Linked DNA regions of Mus musculus: region 2 is linked to region 1. The links are chromatin contacts, called in public promoter capture Hi-C maps. All regions are on one chromosome and are shown on one strand. The core of a region is the stretch at or near the end of the contact, and the rest is flanking DNA. Distances in the headings are between cores, read along the strand shown. Region 1 overlaps Slc9a3r1 (solute carrier family 9 (sodium/hydrogen exchanger), member 3 regulator 1). Region 2 holds the start of Trim80 (tripartite motif-containing 80).

Region 1 (4,848 bases), core at 903-3,402:
TCCTTTTTAGAAGGTGCTTATTGCTATCTGCCTACCCTCAGTAGGTGGCTGCCTTTGAGGCACAATGACATAATGACACAGTATAAAGGGACACTAGGGAGCTCCCAGTCGCTCGGGCAGACCTGGATGTAGCCATTGTCCTCACTAAGTCCCTCTGCATACCAACACTTTGCTATTGTCCCTGCTCCTGGGGAACAGTCTCGTAACCCTGAGATGCTGGGTGGGGAGGGTAGTGTACTAGGCTGCTCAGAAGCCCAAATCCTTAGGTGGGGGGTACAAAAGGCAAGGGAGGGTGGGAGAGAAGGCCAGAGAGACTGTTCATCCAGTTAAGGTGTTTGCTGCTGCCAAGACCACCTAAGTTTCATCTCCAGAGCCCGCGTGACAGAGAGATGACTCCCACAGGTTGTCCTCTGACCATGGCACTCTGCAACCTACACACACACACAGACACACACCCACCACACAGACACACACACACAGACACACGCAGACACACACGCAGACACACACATGCAGACACACACACACACACGCAGACACACACACACACACACACACACACACACACGCAGACACACACCACACACACACACACACACACACATACGCAGACACACACAGAGTAAAATTTAAAGGTGGAAGAAGGATGCTTGGGCGGCACTGTGGACCTGTTTCAGGATGTTGGATGGGTTTGTGGAGGCAGAAGTTGATACTTGGGATTTTCCCCAGTGGCTATTTACCACTCACCCCAAACAGCAAAGACAACCAAATGGGCAGCCAAGAGAAGGCAGCCACAGGAGGCCCCTCCTCACCCTGCTGGGACCTAGCCCCTCCTGCGGCCCTCCCAGCGCCAGGGAGTTCTGAGTGAGGACTCGCTTCCTTCCAGCTAATCCCCCATATGGAGCTGCCATCGGGCCCTCCCCCAGGCTGCCTAGGTTAGCTGAAACAGGTCTGACCAGTTGTTACCACCAGGACAGGCTCAACTTTCTGCCTCAGCCACACACCTCCTGTGGCCCTCAGTCTGTGGAATCTCAGTTTGCCTCAGGTTCCTCCCCACCCTCCCCCTAGGGTTCCCTTACCCGGGACATCCCACAGCAGTCTCACTGGGGAGCTGCCTGCCTTACTCCCACCACATCAGTTTGTCTGTCCTTAAGCTTTGGGTCCAGAGCCAGGCAGCCCATCTGGAGGGAAGCCTAGTGACAGACAGACAGTGGAGGCTCCCTTCACATTGACCGGGTGTCTGGGAGCTCACGAAACCAAACCACAGGCTTCCTTCCGGGGGCTCCACACCTCTTTCAGTCAAAACCCCAGCCCGAGTGGAAGGATAAAGCCTGGCCCGGTGACGGGGCTGTGAGCAAGCCCAGGCTGGCACTGTGGCTAGAACCAGGCTGAGGGCTCAGAAGAGGTGACTCCCGAGTCGGCAGGGCTGGGCTAGATTGCCTTGTTATGACCACCTTCCGGGTTTCAAGTGTGTGCTCTGGGTTTTTCCCAGTGCTCCTCAGCAAGTGTCACCTCAGTGTCCCTTTTTCTAGTGACGCCTACCGTCAGAATTCAAAGGTCCACTTTGCATCCTTTTAGCAACAGGAGGACCAGGAAGACTGGGAGGATCCTGCCTAAGGGGATAGGACATTTTCTATTAACTCCCTCTGCGAGGCTCCCGGCTGATTCGGGGGGGGGGGGGGGGGGGGCAGGGCAGGGTGGGTAGTATTACCCAGAAAGCCCCACTCCACCTAGCACTCATAGACTTTCAGTACTAATGGGTCCCTTTCAGAATTCTCCAGACCAGTCCCTAACCTGTGGGTCTCTCTTGGGGGAGTTGAACAACCCTTTGGCAGGGGTCATATGACATAACCAGCACACCTACGTAGCATACTCATGACTCATAACAGTGGCAGCATTACAGTTACAAAGTCGCAAGAAACATGTTCTGGCTGGGGTCACCACAACATGGGGAGCTGGGTTAAAGGGTCTCGGCATTAGGAAGGTTGAGAACCACCACTCTAGAGGGTCTCTTCCTTCGCAAGCAGGGGAGGGAGAGTGTTTTCAACTTCCAGAGAAACTAGCCTGTCCTCTTCCAGTCCCCAGGAGCTGTCACTCATTGTGGCTGCTGAGTCAGCCCATCCCAGCTTGGGTGGAGCTTGGAGGTCCCCTGGGGACAGGCCCCTAGTTCCCAGGCCTAGAGCCAAGTAGAAATGGGGGAAGGGCAAGGTATCTGAGCTTGGGCTCTGCCTCTGGGAAAAGGGATAAAGGGGGAAAACTCCACAGTGTCCCAGGCTTGGTGTGTGTGTCCTGCACTTGTGCCAACTCGAGGGCTCCATAGCGTGGGACATGGGAGAGGGACACCTTCATGGGGACATGAGGTCAGAGGCTGTGTAAACCTTCACAGGAACTTCCAAGCTGGAAGTGAAAATCAGGACTGGTTCAGGAGACTGGAGACAAGGAGGCAAGAGCCCCAGGCAACGGTGGCAGAGGGTGGTGTCATTCCTTGACTGGAATGGTCAAGGCTGGACTGACTGAACCTCTCTTTCAGCTTTCCAGAGGACCAGGAGCACGGTCTCCAAAGCCTCCTCAAGGGCCCCTTCTCAGTTCCCAGGCTGCCCCTTGACCCTCTGACCCAGGGTCTTAACCCCACCCTGAGTGGCCACACCATCATCTCCACCCACGCTCTGCTCTGCCAGGGAGAGAGAGGATGGGGGCACGGAATTCAATAGTCACCACCGTGGCCACCTGGAAGGCTGGGGAAAGCCGATACCCGAATCCCAGTGCTGTCTCTGGGGAGCGGGCCCAAGGCTACTCCCCACTCCCCTTCGAGGGAGGGCTACTAGATTGTACTACTAGGGGGACCAAAGCCCCTTTGGGCCCAGCCCCCTCCTGGGCTGATGCCCTGGTGATGGGCTCAGGAGAAACAACCCAGGCAGTTTTTACCACTTCCCAGAGCTGCACCAAGCCCCAGTAGGGGGGGATGGTCACCGAGGGTAGGGAGACCACCCGGGCGGCCAGGAGACACTTTCTAAGGCTGTCCTTAGAAAGCTCAGTCCTTCTTTATGAAAATATATCTAGTGCCCTGCTGGTCCATACAGAGGAAGGAGTCCCAGATAGAGAAGGGGGAGAGAGGGAGGCAGGGAGGAGAAACCCCGGAGGGAAGGGGCTGGGGACATTTCTGCTTAGTTGTGGAAGACAGTTATTTTGTTTTCCCCCTGTGGACTCAGGCTTGATTCTGCCTAGGCTTGCCACATAATGCCTGGAATGCTATCCCTCCGGCAGGCTGGGGAATGGCCAGGGGCCTGGAACACTTCAGCCACTGTAGACTAAAAGTGTCATCTGCTTACTTCAGATGGCATCATCTGGAGTTCCCTGTAGGACCCTTCCTCTTTCATCTCCACAGGCCAAGTAATGTCTGCAAAAGAAGGATGCTACCTACCCCCTCGTCCTTGATCTTGCAGCTTCTTGGGATCAGAATGGGTCTGGTCCCAATTGCTAGTGTGTGTGTATGTGTGTGTGTGTGTACACGTGTGAGAGTTGGTTGGCCCTTGGAGGAGCCAGGTAGAAGGAGGAACCAGGAAAGCTAAAGTGGGTGCTGCTTCAGAGACACTGATACTCCTGAGACAGAGGCCCCGAGCCAGGTCCTCACTCTGACTAGTCCCTCAGTGTCTCCTCAGTGCTGGCCAGAGACTTAAGGTGAAGCAGAGTTCCGCTCAGTTCTCTCCCAGGCTGGGGAGGCCTGAGACAGAGCAGGCTGGTACCTGGGCTGCTGCCTGGCTGGACCCCATCCAAGGCTGGCCGCCAGGTGCCTTCCTGCCGGCCCTGCAGGCAAGTCCGTCGTTACCAACCCCCAAGCCTTCTCCCAGAAGTTGCCGATTTATGGGCTGTCCCAAGAGACTAAGCAAGGACATTCAAGGAGCTCATTGTGAAGCAGGGGCTGGCTTGCTACTGAAGAAACAAATAACAGCTACCGCTTACTGACTGTTTAGCATGTCCTAGGCACTAGGCTGGGGCCATAGGTATTTGTTCTCATATGAACCCCAATTGTGATCCTGTAAGGGAGATAGATATGCCCACATTTCACAGAGGAGAAAGCCAGGTTTAAAGAGTGAATTGCTCCACTATATACAGTTGATAAGAGGAGGGGCCAGGACTTGAACTCAGAACTGAAGAAGCACTAGTGTATACCAGCCATGGGGAATTAAAAAAAAAAAAAAAACACCCAGGCACGGTATCCATGGCAGGCAGACCTCAGTGAGCAGGAGGCCAGCCTGGTCTACACAGTGAGTTTCACCCCTCCCCTCAAGAGATAGTCACATTGTAATCAAAATATTACCATTTCAATGTACGGATTTGCTTAAAAATCTGAAATAGTGTGGGGGGTGCATATCTTTAATCCCAGGGCTTGGAAAGGAGAGACAGGTGAATCTCTGAGTTTAAGGCCAGCCTAGTCTACAAAATAAGTTCCAGGAGACAGCCAGGGCTCTACACCAGAGAAATCCTGTCTCAAAAAATCAAACCAAACCAAAGCAAATACCCCCCTCCCCTAAAAGTTTCTCTCTCTCCCCATCCCCACCCCAGACAAGGTTTCTTGGTATATCCCTGGCTGTCCTGGAACTTGCTTTGTAGACCAGGCTGGCCTCCAACTCAAAGATCCATCTGCCTCTGCCTCTACCTCCTGCGTGCTGGAGTTAAAGATGTTTGCCTCCACTGCCTGGGTAGTTTACCTTTTTTGTATTTTTGCAGGCTGAGTATTCCTAATCTGAAAATCCAAAGTACAACTTGACCCAAAAATCGGATTCTTTTTCCCAGGCAGGGTCTCCTGTAACCCAGGTTGGCCCGGCCACAGACTCATTACAGATGAAA
Region 2 (5,057 bases), core at 1,758-4,257, 270 kb before region 1:
TTAATGTGGGGGGAAGGAGGAGCAAGTTTATGTAGCCGAGATGACCTTGAACTTGGGGTCCTCTTGCCTAAGCTATTTACTGCTAATGCTCCAGGCACATACCACTATGCCCAGTTTTGGCTTTGTTTTATTTTATTGTAATTTTTTTTTTAATGTCTTTGCCTAGATGTAATGTCTGTGTACCCTGTGCGTGCCGGTGGAGACCAGAAAAGTGTTTTGGATCCCTTACGGCTAGAGTTGTGAGCCACATAACTGAACCCAGGTTTCTTAATGACCGAGCCATTCTCCAGGCCCTTGTCCTGTTTTTGAAATGAGGGTCCGCTATGTAGCCCTTCAGCTTGAAACTAGCTATGTAGACCAGGCTAGGCTTGAACCCAAAGCCATCTCCCTGCTTCGCGTCCCAAATGTTGGAAACAGACTCACTACAGGGGCATGCACATTATGTTTAAGCCTAGATAGCCTGGAAATCCTATTTTAAAAGAATGCTTCTTTTTGTTTTCATAATAACCTGTTGCTATACAACCATTGAGGCTAATTTCTCAGAAGCCATGCCTTCCTCTGAGGCCTGCCACACAAGCGCTTGGATCCGGGAGCGATGCTTAATGAAGGGTTGTGAAGGACTGTGGTGAGCTACACATGGTGATGGGCAGGGAGGACTGTTTTAAACAAAACCAAGAAAAGGAATTTAAAAATTAGAAAGCAGCCCGGCAGTGGTGGCGCACGCCTTTAATCTTAGCACTTGGGAGGCAGAGGCAGGTGAATTTCTGAGATTGAGGCCAGCCTGGTCTACAGAGTGAGTTCCAGGACAGCCAGGGCTACACAGAGGAACCCTGTCTCGAAAAAAAAAAACAAAACAAAACAAAATTTTTTTTTGTCTCTTATTTTATGTGTATGGATGTTTTGCATACTCCCAGGGAACTGGAGTTACAGTTGTGAGCTAACATGTGGGTGGTGGGAGTCAAAGCCGGGGTCCTCTGGTTTGTGCTCCTAGCTGCTGAGCCATCTCTCCAGCTACTGTCTTCTGCGGCTTCTTGGGAGGAGAAAGGCGCAGGTGCGTCCTGCACAGGTGTTTCCTGGATGCATCTCTAAGGGAGACTTGTAAACAATCTTTCCTACCCATAACAACACATCATTCACTATTCATAGAGACTTCTGACCAGCAGTTCTGCAGCCTTCCTTATTAACTTACCAATGCTTTCTTGTGCCATAACATAACCCATCACGCTAGCAGCTGCCTAACTTCAAAAAAGTATTATTATTGTAGGGGCGTGTGGGCACCAATAGACAGCTTTGAGGAGTTGGGTCTCGGCCTGGAGAGATGGCTCAGTGATTAAGAGCATTGACTGCTCTTCTGAAGGTCTTGAGTTCAATTTCCAGCAACCATATGATGGCTCACAACCATCTGTACAGCTACAGTGTACTCTCATATACATAAAAAAAATAAATCTTAAAAGCTCGCTATGCAGCTCTGACTATCCTGAAACTCACTACATAGCCAAGGCTGGCCTCAAACTCACAACCATCTGCTTCTGCTTTCCACAGGCTGGGATTAAAGACGCGCGCGTCACCACGCCCCACTTTCCTTCCACTTAAATGTAGATTCTGAGGATGGAACTTAGGGTAGAAAGCATCCATTTATCTCGCCGGCCCTGCCTAAGCATCTTTTCAGACAGGTTCTCCTCTCAAACTCCTGCCTTTCCATATTAGGTGCCAGAAAAACCTGGCTTCAGCTGTGTTCATCCCCACCCCCCGAAATGTGACAGATTCTCAGAGCCTGGAGCACGCCCTTTCCTCAGCCCACCTCACCTCTTTGCGGGCCCGTTCATCCTCCAGGGGGGTGGTGTCATGGTTCTTGTGCTCCTCCAATAGGCAGGCTCCGCACACGCAGCTGCCCTCCGTGCGGCAATACAGCTGCCGGAGCTTGCGATGCTTGCGGCACAAGCGGTTCGTGAGGTCCCACACTGGGTCCAACAGCTGGTGGTCCTGGAACAGCTGGTCCTCAAAGTGGCTGCGCAGATGTTTCTCACACAAGGAAGCCACACACTGCAGGCATGACTTGGCTGCCCTCAGCTTCTGCGGAGAGCAAAAGTCACAGGGCACATCTGTGGGGCCAGCCAGGCCCCACAAGGACCCTGAGGTCTGGCTCTTGGCCTGGGTGAAGCAAGCCACCATCTCCCCGAGGATGACGTTCTTGCAGAGGCGGGGCCTGCTGGAGAAGGCCTCTCTGCACTGGGGGCAATAGTAAGTCTCTCCAATGGCAGCCTGGTGGTCCCAGAAATTCTGAAGGCAAGTCATACAGAAGTTATGGCCGCAGGCGGTAGTGACTGGGTTGCAGAACACCTCCAGGCAAATGGGACAGAGGACTTGGTCTTCCAACATGTGCTGACTGCTGTTGCTGCCCATCAGGAGATGGAGCGGGGTTCTGGAGGGCTGGGAAGAGAGCTGTGAGGGGGGTTTGTCCTGGGCTGATCCTGAGAAGACAGAGAAAAATCCGGGCATGGCAGGGGGCCAGGGCATGGCCCTTTACCCCAGGGACATGGTCTTGCACATCAGGGGCATGTTCTTTATGTCATAGGCATACTCCTTTTTACATCTTTCTTTTGGAAGCAGATGTCTGACCATAGGGAACCAGGACTGCATAGGCAGCCAACCCCCATGTGGGTGGGCACTGAGCATCTTACTTCCTGGTCTCAGCCCCAGTTGTGGGGGAGGTGGTGAAAGGCAGAAGGAAGGACAAGATGCTCTGGGGGAGAGGCCACTCCCTTGGCACTTAGGAGGGAAGGTCAGGAGCTTGAACTCACTTGAGATCTTCTGCATGTCCATGAGAGCCAGATATTTTGTTGCCCTGTGCCAAGAAGGAAAAGACCCACAGAGACTCAGGTACCAGGACCTACGGCAGCCTCCCTCACCAGCTCTGAGGGCGTCCCGCATCCTCTTGTGCCTACCTGTGGACCGATGATTGCCGTCTTCTCTCCTTTCTCTGTGGCCGCTGTTTCATGGTCTCTCTGTCCAGATGCCCTTTCCTTGAGGATAAGGCAAGTTTTGCTGATGTCATAATTCAGGTGCGGCCAGTCCCTGCATCCTGCCTGTGATGTCATCAGGACACAGGTGTCCCATGGGGCAGACTACAGTGCTATGCAGTACCAACACACTCTACTCCTCCATGTATGGGTTCTCACCTCCAGCATCTATGTCTCTCGCGGCTGAGAAGCTGCTAGCACCTAGGGCCGCTTACAATTGATGTTCATATTTCTGACCAGAGAGGGAAAACGGCCAATGAGCAGCAGGAAGATCTGGGCTAACTAATGACCCAAGCATCATACATCATTCTGGTATTCTTCCTCCTCCTCCTCTCCTTTTCTTCAAAGATCTATTTATTTCTACTATGCATGTTTTGTCTGTCCATTAGAGTATGTGCACCACGTGCATGCAGTTCCTGAGGAGGCCAGAAGATGGCATCAGATCCCCTGGAGCTGGAGTTACAGATGGCTATGAGTCCCTGTGTGAGTGTTTGGACTGGAACCTAGGTCCTTTGCAAAAGCATCAAATGCTTTTTTTTGTTTGTTTGTTTTGTTTTGTTTTTGTTTTTGTTTTTGTTTTTGGTCGAGACAGGGTTTCTCTGTGTAGCCCTGGCTGTCCTGGAACTCACTCTGTAGACCGGGCTGGCCTCGAACTCAGAAATCCGCCTGCCTCTGCCTCCCAAGTGCTGAGCTTAGAGGCGTGCGGCACTACGGCCCAGCACACCAAATGCTCTTAATCCATCTCTCCAGTATTTCCCTTTCCTTCTCTTCCTCCTCCTCCTTCTCCATGCAGGTGATCAAAGCCAGGGCCTTACACACAGGAGGCAAACGCTGTACCGCTGAGTTACATCCCCAGGGTAGCCCAGAGCATAGTCTTTTGGGAGATTCTATCTGTTGCTGTTACTTTGTTTCTAACCCTTAGAAAGAGAAGTCAGGGATTGGGAAGCTGGTGAGTCACCATTGCTCTGATTTAGTGGCTTGTGGCTTACTTCCTGTCCTTCTGAACCCCACAGAAAAAAGCTTCTAAAAAGCTTCAGGCTGTCAGGTCAATCTGCTTCAAAAGACTAGCCTGACTCCTCCTCTTGATCTTGTTGTGGGGATCGGAGGAGGCATCTTCCACTGACTACAGTGTCTGCTGCAAGCTCTTTGTGGAAAGCTTGTGTGAGAGTAATGGAGTTCCTTTTCTCTTTTTCTTTTTTAAGATTTATTTATTTATTATATGTAAGTACACTGTAGCTGTCTTCAGACACACCCGAAGAGGGAGTCAGATCTCGTTACAGATGGTTGTGAGCCACCATGTGGTTGCTGGGATTTGAACTCAGGAACTTCAGAAGAGCAGTCAGGTGCTCTTACCTGCTGAGCCATCTCACCAGTCCCTGGAGTTCCTTTTCTTTGAGGTTCTGAGCATCAAACCCAGGGTACTAAAACCCAGCTTTTCACCCTCTGGATATTGAAAAGTTTCTGGACTCCCACCTGTCAAAAATTAATCTAAAATCAAATGCGGAGTGTGTCCAGGGTGTGTAGCATCAGCAATAGCGACCTCACCGCTGTCCGAACATACCATGTGCAGTTTGCCTGCTGCACAGAGCCACACCACATAAACACAAACGAGGCCTCCTGCCTCTGCTCCGGCTGGAGACTGGTATATGTTGGGAACTGCTGCAGTGTTTAGACTGTACATATGACGTTGTTCTGCTCTTATGGAAACATAATGGTTTAATTACAAAAATACAAAGTTTTAACTACTGCATTCGTCATTGTGTATCAAATCAGGATTCCGCTAGAGCCTGATGTTGAGGTTTGAAACTGTGATCTTGTGTGCCCTGGGCAAGCCCTGGTCAGCTGAGCTTTCTCCTCAGTGGGTTACTTAAGCTGCCTAGACTGGCCTTGAGCTTGTTGCTTATCTAAAGATGACCTTAATCCATGATCCTTCTGCCTTAGCCTCCCAAATACATGGGATTAAAAGTATGCCCGGCTCCCCCATCCCCTACCCCATAGTTTGTCTCCCTGTGCTCTCTGGTCGGATCGTCCTGCCTT

What was found. Promoter capture Hi-C pulls out the DNA fragments that hold promoters and counts their contacts.
Region 2: a contact with region 1 is called in a promoter capture Hi-C map of embryonic stem cells. The contact joins the promoter of Trim80 here to the enhancer-like site in region 1. A contact is called at or near these places in 5 of 39 promoter capture datasets (the C10 cell line, the HPC-7 cell line, cranial neural crest and 2 more) and 3 of 115 datasets of contacts at active chromatin or transcription factors (acute myeloid leukemia and embryonic stem cells).

The regions. Positions count from the first base shown.
Region 1 is chr11:115,170,250-115,175,097 of GRCm38.p6, reverse strand. The region is part of intron 1 of Slc9a3r1 (solute carrier family 9 (sodium/hydrogen exchanger), member 3 regulator 1); the gene reads right to left. Among named protein-coding and RNA genes, the nearest start is that of Slc9a3r1, 9.3 kb to the right of the region's middle. Within about 2 kb of position 2,152, at least 176 of the 459 cell types and tissues checked have an H3K27ac peak or open chromatin away from gene starts, as enhancers often do. A contact at or near this core is called in the HPC-7 cell line, acute myeloid leukemia, embryonic stem cells and 1 more, where this site is marked.
Region 2 is chr11:115,438,495-115,443,551 of GRCm38.p6, reverse strand. Trim80 (tripartite motif-containing 80) reads right to left here and starts at 3,007. Exons shown (of 8, transcript NM_001033775.3): 1 at 2,946-3,007; 2 at 2,802-2,845; 3 at 1,807-2,471. The coding sequence starts at 2,998.